Linked DNA regions of Mus musculus: region 1 is linked to region 2. A link is a contact called in public promoter capture Hi-C data. All regions are on one chromosome and are shown on one strand. Each heading gives the region's core, a stretch centred on a gene start, on an enhancer-like site or on the middle of the called end of the contact. The rest is flanking DNA. Distances are from core to core; before and after follow the strand shown. Region 1 holds the start of Abcg2 (ATP binding cassette subfamily G member 2 (Junior blood group)). Region 2 holds the start of Herc3 (hect domain and RLD 3).

Region 1 (7,681 bases), core at 2,329-4,828, 190 kb after region 2:
ACCTACTCACAGAGACATCAAGTAGGGTCCTCAGAAAGACAGCTTTTAGCTTCTATCCTGCGGAGCTGAGAGATGGCCCCTTCTCTGAGTGCCAAAGCACTTATCAGACAAGGGATCTATCTGTTCAGGTATTCACTGATTAACAAATTTTATAGAGCTGAATCACCTGCCTTCTTCCTCCTGTTTCAGAGGTCCATAGGTGGAGCTAAGTCTTAAATCTCTCATCACTAGGCCTTTCTGAGACCATGCCCATCCTAAGGCTATAGGAGTCCCACCCTAGGTCACCTCACTTACATAAACTGAGCTGTAAAAAAAAAAAACAAAACAACAACAACAACAAAAAAACAACAACAACAAAAAAACCTAGGCACTCTGGTTGGGGTTGAAAGTGTAATTCTGTGATGAATCTCTGAAAACTAACCATACAGGGAAATGAATGCCAAGACCAGGATGCAGGAGTGGGTGGGTTGAGGAGCAGGGTGGGGGGAGGGTATAGGGGACTTTCGGGATAGCATTTGAAATGTAAATGAAGAAATTATCTAATAAAAAATCATTTTTGAAAAAAAATAACAAAAGACACAAAATCTCAGAAGATTCTAAGGATCTTGGGGGTCTCCGGCTGGGATGAGGCAAAGATCAAATATATTTTGCATTGTGCCACAATAACATCATCTCCATGTTACTGAACCAGAGCAAAGAGTCAGAGATCACAAATCTAAGATAGATCACAGGGTGCAAAGTAAGACCAGGGTGTCTTAGATTTCTCTACCACTATTGTTATACATTGAAATAATGGAGAAATCTTATTTCCTCAATTTCTACTCTTCCTGCAATTGTATTCTTTCTGCATTCCTTAATAATGATTTTAGTAACAAAATTGTAGTTATTAAAAGGCAAGAGGTTATAATGACAATATATGTTACAATAAAAGCCAGCCTTCTATCTATCTGTGTACTAGTTAACTGCCCCTAGAGCTAAGTTATCTAGAGCAGGACCCACCAGTTCTATATGCCTTGAAATGTGGACAGTATGAACTAAGATATGCTGCATCCTACCTATTATAAGTAGGATGTATGAAAGATTTTAACTATAAAAATCTATAGCTTCATATTGACTATAATTTTAAATTATATTTAACATAGTATTTTATACACTGTTATTTGTGGATAAATACAATATTTTACAGTTTCCAAACGATATGTTGTCTTCTTTGCACCTCACTGTGAACTTGACCTGGCAAGAGAGCATATGAGCTACTGACCTAGAATTGGGTCCCCAGCACTTTAAATATTTTCCAGGTCATGACTTCCACTTGTTTAATACTCACATAGTACAAAAGCTTGAACAATTAAATCACTTATATTTCTAGTGTCAATACTAAATGTTCACAGCCCAAAGTACTACTTTCCTAGAACTTCAAATGAACCATACAGGAAACCATTCAGGGCTCCTTCAATAAAATAATGGATCGTGTTAACAAATTCCTTATTCCCTGGTCTCAAGAAGAAATTGTCACATGGATGTGAAATGTCTTATTAAATGGTAGAAAAGGAGTAGTATAGTTTATAAACCCAAGTTCAATCTGCATTTTCCTACCAGCGAGTATGTTCTTATCTCCTTCCTGCATGCCTTTATAGTGAGCTACTCTCAGGACCTGCAGGATACATAGATATTAAATATGCATTCATGGACCAAGGAGATAGCTCAGTCAGTAGAGTCCTTGCAAACATTAAGGCCTGAGCTAGTATCTGGCTGGCTAGTGAAGCAGCAATGGGTGGCAGGCGAGTCCCTGAGACTAACTGATAAGTCAGGAAGCCTACCTGGTGAGCTCCAGACAATAGTGTGAGAGTCTCTGGGAAAACAGGGAGACAGAGTGGATGGCCTGAGAAAGGACACCTGAGGCAGAGGGGAGAGAAGGGAGAGGATGAAGGGAAAGAATTGGAGGAGAAAGAGGAAGACAAAAACAAAAGAAGAGACAGATACACCCTGTGATCACTGATACAAGTTCATAGTCCTTTTCTTCTTAGACTGTCTACCTGGTAGCTGGAGTGTGAGCATGAGAGTGGCTATAATACACCCTTGCACACTAAAGTCCACTCCCTGTAATTATTCCAGGGCTATGAAGAGTTTAAGTCAAACTGATGGAATGATTCATGTAAAGTGAAATGTTTACTTCTTCTTTTAAAACAACAGTTGTCCCTTACTTCCTATGCCTTCTTTTCTCCATTATAATCATGATGAGCTATGAGCCAGGCCAGTTTCCTGAATAAAGACAGTTAGGGTCATAGGCCCTCTGGGAGTCTCACTCTTTCTTTGAAGGATGACTACCTGGAATGCCATCAGAGGGAAGTCACAAAACGTACTCTTTATCCTGCAGGATAACTTGAAGGATTTAGGACATGTTACTTTAATTTCTAGCCATTTCCCCCAGGCTCAATACAAATCAGACATCAACCCAGCTTCCACAGTGTCTCTGATCTCACCAAGACTGCATTCACCCTTCCTGAGAAAATGCACATACCACTGAGATTAATCATCACTGGGGCAGGAGAAATAATCTTGGTCAACCCCTATCCACTCATATCTATTTTAAATAACTGTTATACTACCACCTTTGAATGAATCCCTAAACACTTCAGTTTTCTTTATAAGTAAATGAATTATGAGCTCAAACTCCCTCAGGGACTTCCCAGCGAATGGGAAACGGCTGTAAGGCAAAGGAAAAAAGTAACGATAAAAGTTAAGACTCGACTCTCCACAGAAACCTTTTCAGTATTATTTTGGTAACTACTGTAATAAGCAGGTCAAATTTTAAAGTTAATTATTAAAACTCAATAGCTTGGTATGACAGTGCCCTGGAATAGTCCCAGTGCTGGAATGGCTGAGACATCAGAATTGTTTGAGCTCGAGGTCTTAGGCAGTCTGGGAGTCATAGAAAGACTCCTTCAGTCGAAAATTAATAAATAAACGAATAGATAAATAAATAAATGAAAGTAGAAAAACGGAAAAGAGTAATCAGAATGCATTTCATCCACGCGTGCAACTGACAAAGAACAAAATGTAAGGTCAAAGGCAAAACATAACGATAAAAATAAGATTCAACTCTCCACAGAAAGGTTAGAAAGGGAACCCAGAAAGTAACAATACACCTAAAATTGAGAAACTTTAGGCCCGGGGTTGGGGTAGGTGCTCTTCAGTCCCCTTGAAAACTTCTCCACTGTGGGGCTGACTGTCGTTCAGGCAGTTTAATCTATCCATTCAAGAAGTCTTATCCTTTCCAAACAGTTGGAGCAAACAGGTTTGGACTTTATCCTCCTGCTATCACCGCACCGCACAAGCTTCTGGAGAAATGACTGAACTGTCAGTCCTTGTTTCCTCCTCACTTTCACAACCCACACCACGCGGTCCCCCTCGCCCCCACGCCGAGCCCCACAGGGCCGCCACTCGCCCCCGCGGCGCCTAGCACACTCCCGGAGCTTCCCCGCACTCCGCTCACCTCGCGGTCCCTGGCGGAGCAGCAGCCGCGCCAGAACTCGCACACACTCAGACCTGCACACGCTCGCCCGCCAGGAGCGTCTGCCCGCCCCGCACAGGCGCCCGACCGCCGTGACGTCAGCTCGCGCCGCCCCGCAGCTCGCCGGCAGGAGAAGCCGGTCCCAGGAGCAGCTGGACACATGTGGGCGGGGGGCTTCCTGTGCTGCACAGGCTCCTGGACGGAGGGCGGAGAGCGGAGAGCAGAGAGCCCCGGGTCATGGCGGAGGCAAGGCGCTGACCTGCGATAAGAAGCCTCGGAAAGAAAATATACTCAGAGTACCTTCACCCTGTGAACCTGGAGGACCCACAAGATACCCAAGATGCAATTTAGGCAAATTACTATTATAACTGTGGCAGGCTGGGCTTTGTGTGGACTCTCCCGGGATTTACGGAGATGGGGTGGATGGCCTTTTGATGAGAGGAAGAGAGCTGCTCCTAAAATGATCTGATTCCCTACTTGTTTGGGAACTTTACCAGGCAGCTGCCCAAAATGGAAGGGTCCTATGCTAGAAGTTGGGGACTTCACTTAGGTGGCTGTACAGAATGCCATAGGGAAAAAAGACACTGGAAGACACCAAATTCATCTCATGAGGGTAAAACCTCCTAAATCCAGGTAATCCCGAGAAACACAGCTATGGCTACAGTCTTAGGGTTTCTATTGCTTTGATGAAACACCATGACCAAAAGCAACTTGGGGAGAAAAGGGTTTGTTCTGCTTACACTTACACACCATGGTCAATCATCACATCTCTCCACCTCCCCCTTCAATTATTTTAAATTTTTAATCGAGAAAAATAAATGCATGATCAACTTCTACTCGGGTCATGTTACAAGAAAAAAGTACTGATCATGAGTTTCTCTCCTTAGGAAATCAACAGCTACAATGACTGGCTACATTTTTTTGTCACTGGGATAAAGGTCCCTTTTTCATGTCTTGGTCTTGTTAATAAAAGATTCAATGATTGACACCATGGTCAATCATTGAAAGCAGTGAAGGCAAGAGCTCAAACAGGGCAAGAATCTGGAGGCAGGATCTGACGCAGAGGCCATGGTGGAGTGCTGCTTACTGGCTGTATCATGGCTTGCAAAGTTTATTAGTTTGTTTTATAGAACCTAGGACCACCAGCCCAGGAAAGTCTCCCACCTGCAATGGGCTGGGCCCACCCCATTCATCACTAATGAAGAAAATGCCTTAAGGGCTTGCCTATAGCCAGATATTAAGGACACCTTTTTTCCAATTGAAAGCCCCTCTTCTCAGATGACTCTAGCTTGTGGCAAGTTTAATAACAAGATAGTCCAGGCACTTGACCCTTTGTGAGCCAGACACATCAACACAACACTATTTAACAATAACTTTTCTTTTTTTAACATTCCCAAGATCTTAATAAACATGACAATATAAAACATAAAAGTCAAGTAGTCTTTACAAATCAAGCAATTTAAAAGTTCATTCATTCTCTTGGTTTTTTTTTTCGTTGTTGTTTTTTTTTTTTAATCTAAAGTTTCTTCAAGTGTGTGTGCTCCTATAAAATCAAAACAAGTTCAACCCTTTCTTATTCCAAGAAGAAAATATCAGGCACAGTCACAGTCAGATCAGAGCAAAATCAAAGTCCAATGGTGTAAATCTCAGTGCCAGGCTTCTGAGACTCATGTGAGATGCATGTCACAGAAAGTCCTCTGTGCTTGTCCAAAGGGCTGCCATCCTACACATAGCTTGTCTTGTAGGCTGTACACTATAGGGCTGCTGCTGTCCTTCACAGTCATTCCATGGTACTGGTGTTTCCAAAACATTGGGGGCTTCTGCTACAACTGGACTGTACTTTCACCCCTGGCTTCTCCTGGGCTCTATTCTAGGACTCCAGCCAAGCAACAAGTGCCAAGCCACAGCCTCCTTCCTTGAGCCCTTCATGCCTTGAAACCATACCACCTGGTGACTACCAGGATCTGCTACCAGCACTGGGGGAAAACTGACTATCTCTGGAGCATAGCTTCTGTATTCCAGTGTGCTGAAACACTTCCCAGTAGGTCTCACCTCAACGGGGCTGGTCTCAATTTCAGCTAATTTCTCAAACCCAACTAACGGACATCAATTGTCTTGGTAAAGCAAAGGTTCGACTCAGTGTTTCTGGTATCTTGTTAACTGTAGCTATTTCTTCAGCCCCACCCAGATGACCAGCACCACAGATTCTTAATTCAAAGCAGCAAATGGCCCCTGTTGTAACCCCCAAATTACTGATACTAGAGACTTCAGTGTTGTACAGTTTGCTTCTGCCTTCCTCCCCAGAGGTTCCCATCCTCCCCTACCCCTCCCCCCCACTTCCCACAGCAACACAATATTCAGACCGCTGGTTTCTGTGCTGCCTGCTGCGTGTTCCTGCAGCAGTCCAGGGCTTCCCCGCCCCCCTCCCCTAGCTCAAGACATTCTCCCTACCTCTGTGTCTCCAGAAACCAATACCCAATACTCCTGCTGATAATTCTCCAGGTGCCTGTCCTTGACACCTTAGAGAAGCTAAGGGAGACCATGGAAAAAGTAAAAGGTAAACTCAAGTCAGGTCACAGACAGTTACAACTGGCCATAAAATTAGTCCTTGAACAGACACGCATTAACCCCCCTTCGCTTCAGTACTATTCCACCCTTTACTCCCATTTTCTGTAAATATTTACACTATTTCTAACTATACTCTATAATAAACCCAATGTTTTCTGGACTGGGGTTGCTTGCCAGCATTCACGCAGTGACTGCTAGGTGGGCGAACGGGGTTTGAACTTGAAACTGTAATATCTAAAATAAATTCTAGACTACCAAGTACCTTCCCCCTTCAAAAGGACTTTCCGAAGTGTACTAGCAGGCCAAGTACAGAGTCAAATAAAAAAGCTGGCTGACTAAGCAAATATAGAAACATAGTTTTAACGGTCAAAATCAAGATTAACAATTCCCCTGCCCCACACCTCACACTAAAAACCACAAGGATAGACAAAATGAGAGTCACCTTATACAAACCAACCAATGTCTAAAAAGTTATTGGCTACACCAATTAATATAAGCCAGACTACCTTGGTACCTATATCTGGCCCTTACAAAGGTATAAAAAGTGTGTTCTTTCTTTGTTCTGGGTCTCTCCTCTGGCCTGCATTCTGGGAGGGGGTTCCCCAACATGTTGGATAAGTAAAATCCTCATGCATTTTGCAACAATGGTGATCTCTGTGGTCTTTGTGAGTGAGGGTCTTTTGACAAACTACAACAAAACAATAAAAAGACTCTTGGGAGTTGCAGTGGGCTTTGCAATTCTTAGACTCATCTGGGTTTCCCATGGACTCATGGCACAACATTTGGGGGCTCGTCCAAACGGGATCCCCAGTGGGCCTCTGTAATCAGGAGTCTGGAGAGTCTATGCTGACTTGTTCCAGTGCCTGAGAAGTTCCAGTAGCTGATCCCCCTGGAGCGAGCTTTGTGTTTCCCATGGGTGCTGGGAACCCATCTAGTCTTTCTCAAGAACAGTATGCACTCTTAAATACTGAGTCATCTCTCCACCTCCCCCTTCAATTATTTTAAATTTTTAATCGAGAAAAATAAATGCATGATTAACTTCTACTCGGGTCATGTTACAAGAAAAAAGTACTGATCATGAGTTTCTCTCCTTAGGAAATCAACAGCTACAATGACTGGGTACATTTTTTGTCACTGGGATAAAGGTCCCTTTTTCATGTCTTGGTCTTGTTAATAAAAGAATTTAAAAATGGACTCAGGAGGGAGCTCCAGGTTGATGTCATTGGAGTTAGAGGAAATGAACGGGCCAAGCAAGCTGGAGAGCTCTACACCTATCAGGAGAAAGGTGGAAATGTTATGTGTTTTGGATGTAGAAGTAAAGAAACTGGCTAGGCCACTGGATGGCTGCTTATCTCTGCATGGGGGAAAGGAAGAAATCAGAGAGAGTAAGTGTTTCCCAGATGTCAAGACAAGCATGTAGCCATCCTGACAGGAATGAAGATACTCTAAAGAGATACTAGTGACCATTCCTTTGTTTTGTCAGACTATTGAAACAATGGTCCCCAAGAACTGGAATTTCTCCAGAAATCTCATTTTGGGAGTAAGCAAAGGCTGAAGCCTGGTACTGCTCAGAGGAGAACAGACACTGTACACATTCTC
Region 2 (7,897 bases), core at 4,489-6,988:
GTCACTGTGGGTGTGGGTTATAAGACTCTCAACCTAGCTGCCTGGAAGTCTGTATTCTGCAAGCAGCCTTCAGATGAAGACGTAGAACTCTCAGCTCCTCCTGCACCATGCCTGCCTGGATGTTGCCATGCTCCAGCCTTGATGATAAGTGTCTGAACCTCTGAACCTGTAAGCTAGCCCCAATTAAATGCTGTCACGATATCTGTTCACAGCAGTAAAACACTAACCAAGACAAAGTATAACTGAGTCTCAGCAAGTTTTGAGTTACAAAAGAAATGAGAATGTTACAAAGTTTAAATGCTGTAAAACAAATACATTGGTGTAGTAAAGGTATGAATCAAAAACCTTCATAAACACAAAACAGAAGGTAGTGTTTCTGGGGGCCTGGGGCAGAGCAGACAATGCAGGGACACCCAGGAGGGAATAGCAGGATGATGTGCTGCTTCAGTCCTCACATCTCTAAACATACATACCAGCATTACTTTAGGATACAAGTGTTTCGCAACTTAGAAGCAGCACTGGCTGGGCAGTGTTCCACTTCTTAGAACCTCCCTCAATACCCTATGCCCACACAGACTGGCAGCCTCTATGGAGCATTTGTTCATCTTTGATGGCTCCTGTTCTCAGAAGAAGTCAAGGGCACAGAGAACCAAATGAACTGAGTCGTGATCTGAGAAGACCACACTTCCCAGGTTTAACCTGTGTACAGTCATGTTTTGGAGATGGCTAATTAAGTCTGTTCCTAACAAAAATAACAATGTATTTCTCCACTTAAAATGGACCTCCTGTGCTTCAGCCTGAAAAGTGAAATGGCTTTTACAATGTAGATCTCATTAAACATAGTGGATCAGGAGCCCCTGCGTGGTGAGTAGGCTTTTTTTTTTCTATTCACTATAATTATACATGTGTACATACGTGCACAGGAACACATGTACACATACCACTATACTTTTACAAAAAGGAACTGGTGCCACCATACTGTTCAGACACATTGACTTTTTAACCTGGAAACTACCAGAAGCCCCTGGAAGTGGGCAGAAGTGGAGGAGAGTTTGGGTCCAACACAGTAAATATTACAGCCACAACCATATATGCCAGGGAACAGAAGGTGACTCTGACCACTTCTCTGATATACTTGGTTATTTACTTATTGAGACTGTGTCTCCTGCAGCCCAGGCCTGTCTCAATATATATTTCTTATATATCTAAGAATGACCTTGGTTCTCCTACCTTTATCTCCCATGTGCTGGAATTACAGGTCTGGGATGACATGCCTGCCATTTTTCTTTCCTTTTACTGTTTGAGACAGGGTGGCTCTGTAGCCCAAGCTAGAATGACTATGGGAAGCAAGTTGGCATTTGCTAGTGAAGACAGAGATGTGGAATATGCACAGCACAGGAATTTTATTCCTGGGCATACAGCCAAACTGTCTAACTCATTAAGAATCCAAATCATTAAGCCCAGGCTGGCCTGGCCCTTAGTATATGGGCCAGACAGGGCTAAAGCTCACATTAATCCTCCTGCCTCAGCCTCCCAAGTATTAAGATCAAAGACATGAGCCATCACAGCTGACAAAATGTGGGGGTCTTGCTGTCGTTGTTTGCATTACTAGGGATTGAACTGAGGGCTATACCACGAGCTATACTGCCATCGAGACCCCCCATTGTTCTGTGTTTGAGTCTTACTATGTAGTACAGGTTAGTTTAAAACCCATGACAATTATCTTACCCTAGATTCACCTGGGAAGAGAGTATAGGTGTGAAGCATCACATTAAGGCCCTAGCATGCATCTCTCTCTCTCTCTCTCTCTCTCTCTCTCTCTCTCTCTCTCTCTCTCTAACACACACACATACTTACACACATACACACACCCCACAGGGGAGGGGGTGAGCAGGGCAGCAAGCACACCAATGAGCTACAACTGAGAGAATGGAGTTCTGGCTCCTCTTGGTAGGTCCAGGCCTGAGACTCTTCTGTTCATTTCTCCACCTTTAGAGACCAGACTGCTGTCCAGTACCTTGAAGGGGCTTGTGCTGGATAGTTTTATGCAGCTGGACAAAAGCTAAAGTCATCTGAGAGGAGGGAACCTCAAGAAAATCCCTCTATTGGATAAAGCTGTAGGCAAACCTGTAGGGTATTTTCTTAAGTAGTGATTAATGAGGACGGGCCTAGCCCACTGCCGGTGGTGCCACCTGGGCAGATGGTCCTGGGTGCTATGAGCAAGCCAGAAAGCAGTACTCCTTCATGGCCTCTGCATCAGCTCCTGCATCCTGGTTCCTGCTCTGCCTTGGTGATAAACTGTGATGTGAAAGCCTAAGCCAAACAAACCCTCGCCCCCAATCCTTTGGTCATGATGTTTCATCACAGCAATTAGTAACGCTAAGTAGGACAGGGCTCAAAAATGATTTTTGAACCAAGGAAAAACAATGCTTCCCGTGACTGCAAACCTATCCTGGGTCTAGATCTAAAAACTTTATTTAATTTACCCTCTGTCACGCCGAGGATCTAGAACACCCAGAAGTCTTATTATGCACAGCTGGTGGGAGTTTAAGTTGGCAAAACCACTTTAGAAACCTCAAGATTAGCAAGATTAAATCACTTGCCCAAGAACATGTAAATAAGGAGCTGAAATAGAACCTTCCGAAGTCAAAAGGCAGAATTCAAACTTCCTCTCCTAGTCTACAAGCCATACTCTTAAGCACGACACTGAACCGTGTTTCAAACAAAAGCAAACCAAATCACAAAAACCACACTCTCTCTAAATTTCGTAAATATGAGTTTAAAGACAAAGTTGCATATGATCAAAATCCATTATAAACATAAAAATGTGATAATAAAACTATTACTATATGTAATTAACATATGTTAATAGAACCCTTTTAAAGGAAAGTGTAAAAAGACAAGCTGTAGGCAATAAGAGAGCGCATATTCGCTAAATCATTGGCAATTATACAACCAGAACTTAAGGCAGCCAGAGGGAGAGGGCGAGCAAGCAAGTCTCAATAGAGTTAACCAGACTGTCCTCTACAACCTTGACTAATGATAAAACCAGCTCACCTACACAGAGACTCACACCCTTAGAACCAGCATGTGTCATTTCTGAATGTTTTACATGTTTAAGAGCACAGTATTGTCAAAGGGGCCATCTTACTGAAACAGGTTTGCAAATCCATCAGAAATGGCAGCTGAGTGCTTCAGGACCAAGTAACTATGGTTAAGTGGCTACAGAGAAAGACGGCACTTAAGAGGGTGAAGTCAGGAGCATCAGTTCAAGGTGGTCACCAGTTACACACGGAGTTCAAGGCCGGCCTCGGCTACATAAATATAATATATCCAGTTCTTAGAATGAAGGAGGAAGGGGAAAGAATAGGAGGAAGGAGAAGCTGTTGAAGCAGAGCCCAGAAATTAGGTCCCCTGCTTTTTGGACTCACCTTTTTCTCTGCACTGCCTCAAAGCAAAGGGAAAGCATGAAGATATGTTGCTGTCCCTCACCATGCAGCTATATCCCTCTGGGCTTTTAACTTTGTTTAATCCTCTTATCAGATCTGAGCATTAGATATTATCACCATTTACAAGACCCGGGGGTGGAGGGTAAGGGTGGGGGGAACTAAGACTCAGAGGCCTTACGTTAACTCACCCCTCACCATACACTAAGGCATTTGGACTGTCCCACCTCTGCTTCGGGATCTACATGTTAAAAGAAATGACTTCCGAACAGGACTCTGCTAAGTGCTTAAAAATACATAAGCCTAGAATGATTGTGCACACCTGTAATCCCAGGGCTAATAAGGCTGGAGCAGGAGGATTACTGAGAGTTCAACATACGCTTGGGCTATCCTAACTTAGAGGCCAGTCTATACCATATAGCATGACTCCACCCCAAAAAGAAAAAGGGGAAGAAAGGCCTGAGTAAACTTCTGAAAGGAAGAATGTGTTTAGCCATTCAAGATGGAACGTTCTTCAGTGTATATCAGGATAAGGGTTTGGTTAAGATAACCTCAGTCCAACCTTGATCAAGTTAGTCACCTTTACTGTGACTAAAGTCATAGAGAGAACCTTATAAAATTCTTGCCACTTAATAGGGGTAGTAAATTTTCACTACCTTCAAATCTCTTATATAGATAGATTGAACAGAAATTATTGAAAAAAAAAATAATTCAATTTTGCTGTTCACTTCTCTAGGTATCTTTCACAGCTAGCTAGCTAGCTACCTGACCGCAACTGCTACTTTCGTTTCTCCCTGTTACCATATCCTCTAAGTGCAACACAAGAAGTCACAGACAGGCACCTCCAGTCACCCAAATAAAGCAAAGGGGAGCATTAAGATGTGATAAGATCACCCACGGAGCAGCTATGTTAGTATGAGCCATTATATAGTCTGTGGTCCTGAATGAGTTTCAGACATCATTTCTACCTTCGTAAGAGAATCCCTTTCAATTAGGAAACTATCACTTTTATTTCTGAAACTGGTGCAAGGTTGTTTGTCTCCAGCTGGGGCGCTCCTTTCATTACTTACACAGACGGTTTTAAGTGGTTATACAGATCTTAAGAGATTCAAGTTTGTCCCGCAACATGAAATGCAATACCCAATGACTTCTACAACACAGTTTAGAACATTTTTGGACTCCTGGTTCTTTTTTTAACACAATGAAACCCCACTACTTACTGAACAAGTCCAACTGGCTAACAGTGAACCATGCTTCTATTTTTCACGACAAAGGAGTTTTGCATCTAATTTGATTCCTGCAGTTTAACTTCTCAGATGGGGTCAAAACTGGAGTAAGCCACCGATTTTGTTTTTCTGATTTATATCCGTGGAAAGGAATAAAAAAAAGAAGAAGAGACACTGTCATTTGCCTCTGAAAGTACCACATCGCTCTGGCTGCATTTTAAAATGCTAATCCTTTTTACTTCTCTTTCCTGTCTTTCCAATCTAAAGCTAAAAATCAGTTCACTTTATCAAATTATCAAATGAAAGGTTCTAGAAATAGCTTCCTATTTGTGGAAAGAGACAGAAGGCACATAAAAAATGGAAGATATCACTTGAATCGTCCTCCCCCAAAGCACCCCGGATGAGACAAATCCCAGTAAAACCTTCGACGCCTTAGGTAAAATTTAAGGCACTTCCTAGTGGGGCAGGTGTGAACTCTAAAAGAAAACAGCCAGGAACAGCAAAGTTCAAGCATTCCTCCCCTGGGGCCCCGAGCTGCACACGCTCCCGGCAGCAGCACGAGCGAGTCTCCCCAGGTCCAGCCCTTCAGTCCACACACCTGCTCCAGGGTCCAGCCGTCGGCTCGGCCGCAGCGGCGTCTGCACCAGACACCAGGTCCCCGAGCCCCGCCCGCCAGCTGGGTGGGAGGAGCCCGCGGCCAGCCGCAACGCGAATTCCCCTGCCGCGGCGCCGCGATGCTCTTCACGCAGGGAGGTCACCCGCCGCCCGCGGCTAAGCGGCTAAGCAGAGCCGGGAGGCGCCTCGGCGACAGGGAGCTGCGGACAGCCCAGCCCCCTCCTCCGCGGGTGCGGCGGGCTCGGTGCCCTGAGATCCCCGCCCCGCCCGCACCTGCACCCGGGTCCGCAGCGCCGACCCCGCGGTCGCAGCCCTCAGGCAGCTCGGGCCTCCCCGGCCTTCAGCGTCACAGTAATAATGAAGTTTCCCCCGCACTCCCGCGGGCGCAGAATGAGCTGGGAGACCGACTTCCCGCCTGGCCAATGGTGGCGGCGGCAGCGGGGCGGGGCGCGGCGGGTGCGGAGAAGGCGGGGCGACGTCGGGGCGGGAGGGGCCGGGGAGGTGACCGGGAGGGGGCGGGGAGGTAGCGGGACTCCCGGCGGGGAAAGAAACCTGGAGGGGGCGGGACCTAGGGCGAGGGAGGTGACAGGGAGGCGGTGGGATCGGCGGCTGGGAGGTGACTGGAGGTTGAGGGACCCACAACCAGGTGTGGTAGACAGATGGCAAGACCCTGGACCCAAAATGGGAGAATGCAGGAGTAACCTTTGCTGGAATAAAATTGCTTTTCGCCAGCGAGGATGCAAAGGAGCGATGCCCAATGGTGTGGGGGTTTTGGTCGATTGGGTTTGTTGCTTGCTTGCTTGGTTGCTTGGTTGGTTCCTTTTGGTTCTGAATTCAGGTTCTTATTATTCATGCAGAGGTGAGAGGGGGAACTGGGACTGGCATGGTGAGCTGTAAGGTGGCTGCCAGAGCAGAGGGTAGTTCCAAATCCCTGTCACTCAGGGGCCAAGAACTGCGGGCCCGCAGTGGTGCAGAGTCAGGCTTGACTAGAGAGGAGAGCACACTGAAGAAAACAGAAAGTGTGAGAATCACCAATTCTAAAACCATAAAGCCCCACCTTTGGTCTAAAACTCCCGTGGGGGACGGGGGTCTGGGGGTGGGGAAGAGTGGATAGAAGTTTCAGCTCCACTTTCCCAGGCCTGTAAGAGGATATTCAAGCTTTCTTCTTCTCCCAAGGCCAAAAATGCTCTCAGCTACGGCTCCTCTCATCTTCAAATAATCTTCAAGAAAACTATATGGTAACAGTAAACTGATGTATCTGCCTGCCTTGAATTTGAAACGCTGAACATGGGGGCTTTAACCCAAAAGAATGTACAAAATTCTCCAAAAACTAGTTTAAGGTGAAGGCATGAGCCCATATCAGCATATACAATCCTGAGAATATGTACAAACAAGCACCTCTTAAAGGGACTCCTCAGTACATCCTGACTTATCCATATGTAACAATAACAAAAGAGACCATTCATTTGAAGGGGAGCACATGAGAGATGCTTAAGGAGTGGTAGTGCTATATTTTTATTTTAATTAAATTTTAAAAGGAAAATGACTCTAAGTAGAAGAAATTTCATAATCTGACATATCCAGAATAATTCAGATCTCATCAGGTCTTCAGGCTTTGAAAACCTAACATATTAACCAATAGAAAAGAAATCTCAAGGACTGATAGATTCTGAGGATAGGGCAGGAGACTGGTATATCCTGAGAAATACAACAGTGCCCTGATATGTCCTCAGGGTAAGGCAGTGCCCTGATGTATCCCAAGGAATAAGACAGTGCCCTGATGTATCTTGAGGCTTATGGCAGTGCCTCAATGTATCATAAGGATATGGCACTGTCCTGGTGTATCCTGAGGAATAAGGCAGTGCCCTGATGAATATTCTGAGGATATGGCAGTGCCCTGATGAATATCCTGAGGATGTGGCAGTGCCCCAATGTATCCTGAGGAATAAGGAAGTGCCCTGATGTATACTGAGGATATGGCAGTGCCCTGATGTATCCTGAGGATATGGCAGTGCCCTGATGTACATCCTGAGGATATGGCAGAGATGTTGGCATCATGGGGATCTTCAGTGATAACTGAAACACCTCTGAAACCAAGAAGATGAGGAAGTAGAATCTCTGTTTTGGGGTAACTAAGACAAGGTTTCGTAAACTTTCTCCACTTGTAGTCTCTCTTTGCCTCCCAAATTTTTACATATAAACATATAAAATAGGCATTGAAATCATAAGCAATTTTAACTTTAAAATGATTCTTTGTTATCATACAGTTTCACCATTTATTAAAGAGGACAGAAAATTAACATACTAGTTAGATTGATTGCTCATTTATTTTACATGAGGAATTAAATCTTGTTCAAATACCTGTCACTCCAGGACAGATAACAACATCAATGTTTTTCAGAATTAGACACTTTGATTCTATAAGCATCAATGCTGAGAAAGCCATTTGACTTTGTACTTCAGCCATTTTGTGCATATATATATATATATATATATATATATATATTATATATATATATACATATATATATATACACACACACATATATATATGAATGATATATAATGACTGAAGTATGTTTAAGGTCATTTTTTAAATGATGAGAAATT

The links. Capture Hi-C pulls out chosen DNA fragments and counts their contacts.
Region 1: a promoter capture Hi-C map of adipose tissue shows a contact between it and region 2. The contact joins the promoter of Abcg2 here to the promoter of Herc3 in region 2. A contact is called at or near these places in 14 of 484 Hi-C or Micro-C datasets (LSK cells, Th1 cells, cardiomyocytes and 10 more), 4 of 115 datasets of contacts at active chromatin or transcription factors (bone marrow-derived macrophages, extraembryonic endoderm stem cells, memory CD8 T cells and 1 more) and 2 of 9 other capture datasets (adipose tissue and liver).

The regions. Positions count from the first base shown.
Region 1 is chr6:58,636,443-58,644,123 of GRCm38.p6, reverse strand. It overlaps Abcg2 (ATP binding cassette subfamily G member 2 (Junior blood group)), which reads right to left and starts at 3,578. Exons shown (of 16, transcript NM_001381927.1): 1 at 3,497-3,578.
Region 2 is chr6:58,829,306-58,837,202 of GRCm38.p6, reverse strand. It overlaps Herc3 (hect domain and RLD 3), which reads right to left and starts at 5,738. Exons shown (of 26, transcript NM_001361966.1): 1 at 5,271-5,738; 2 at 4,667-4,801.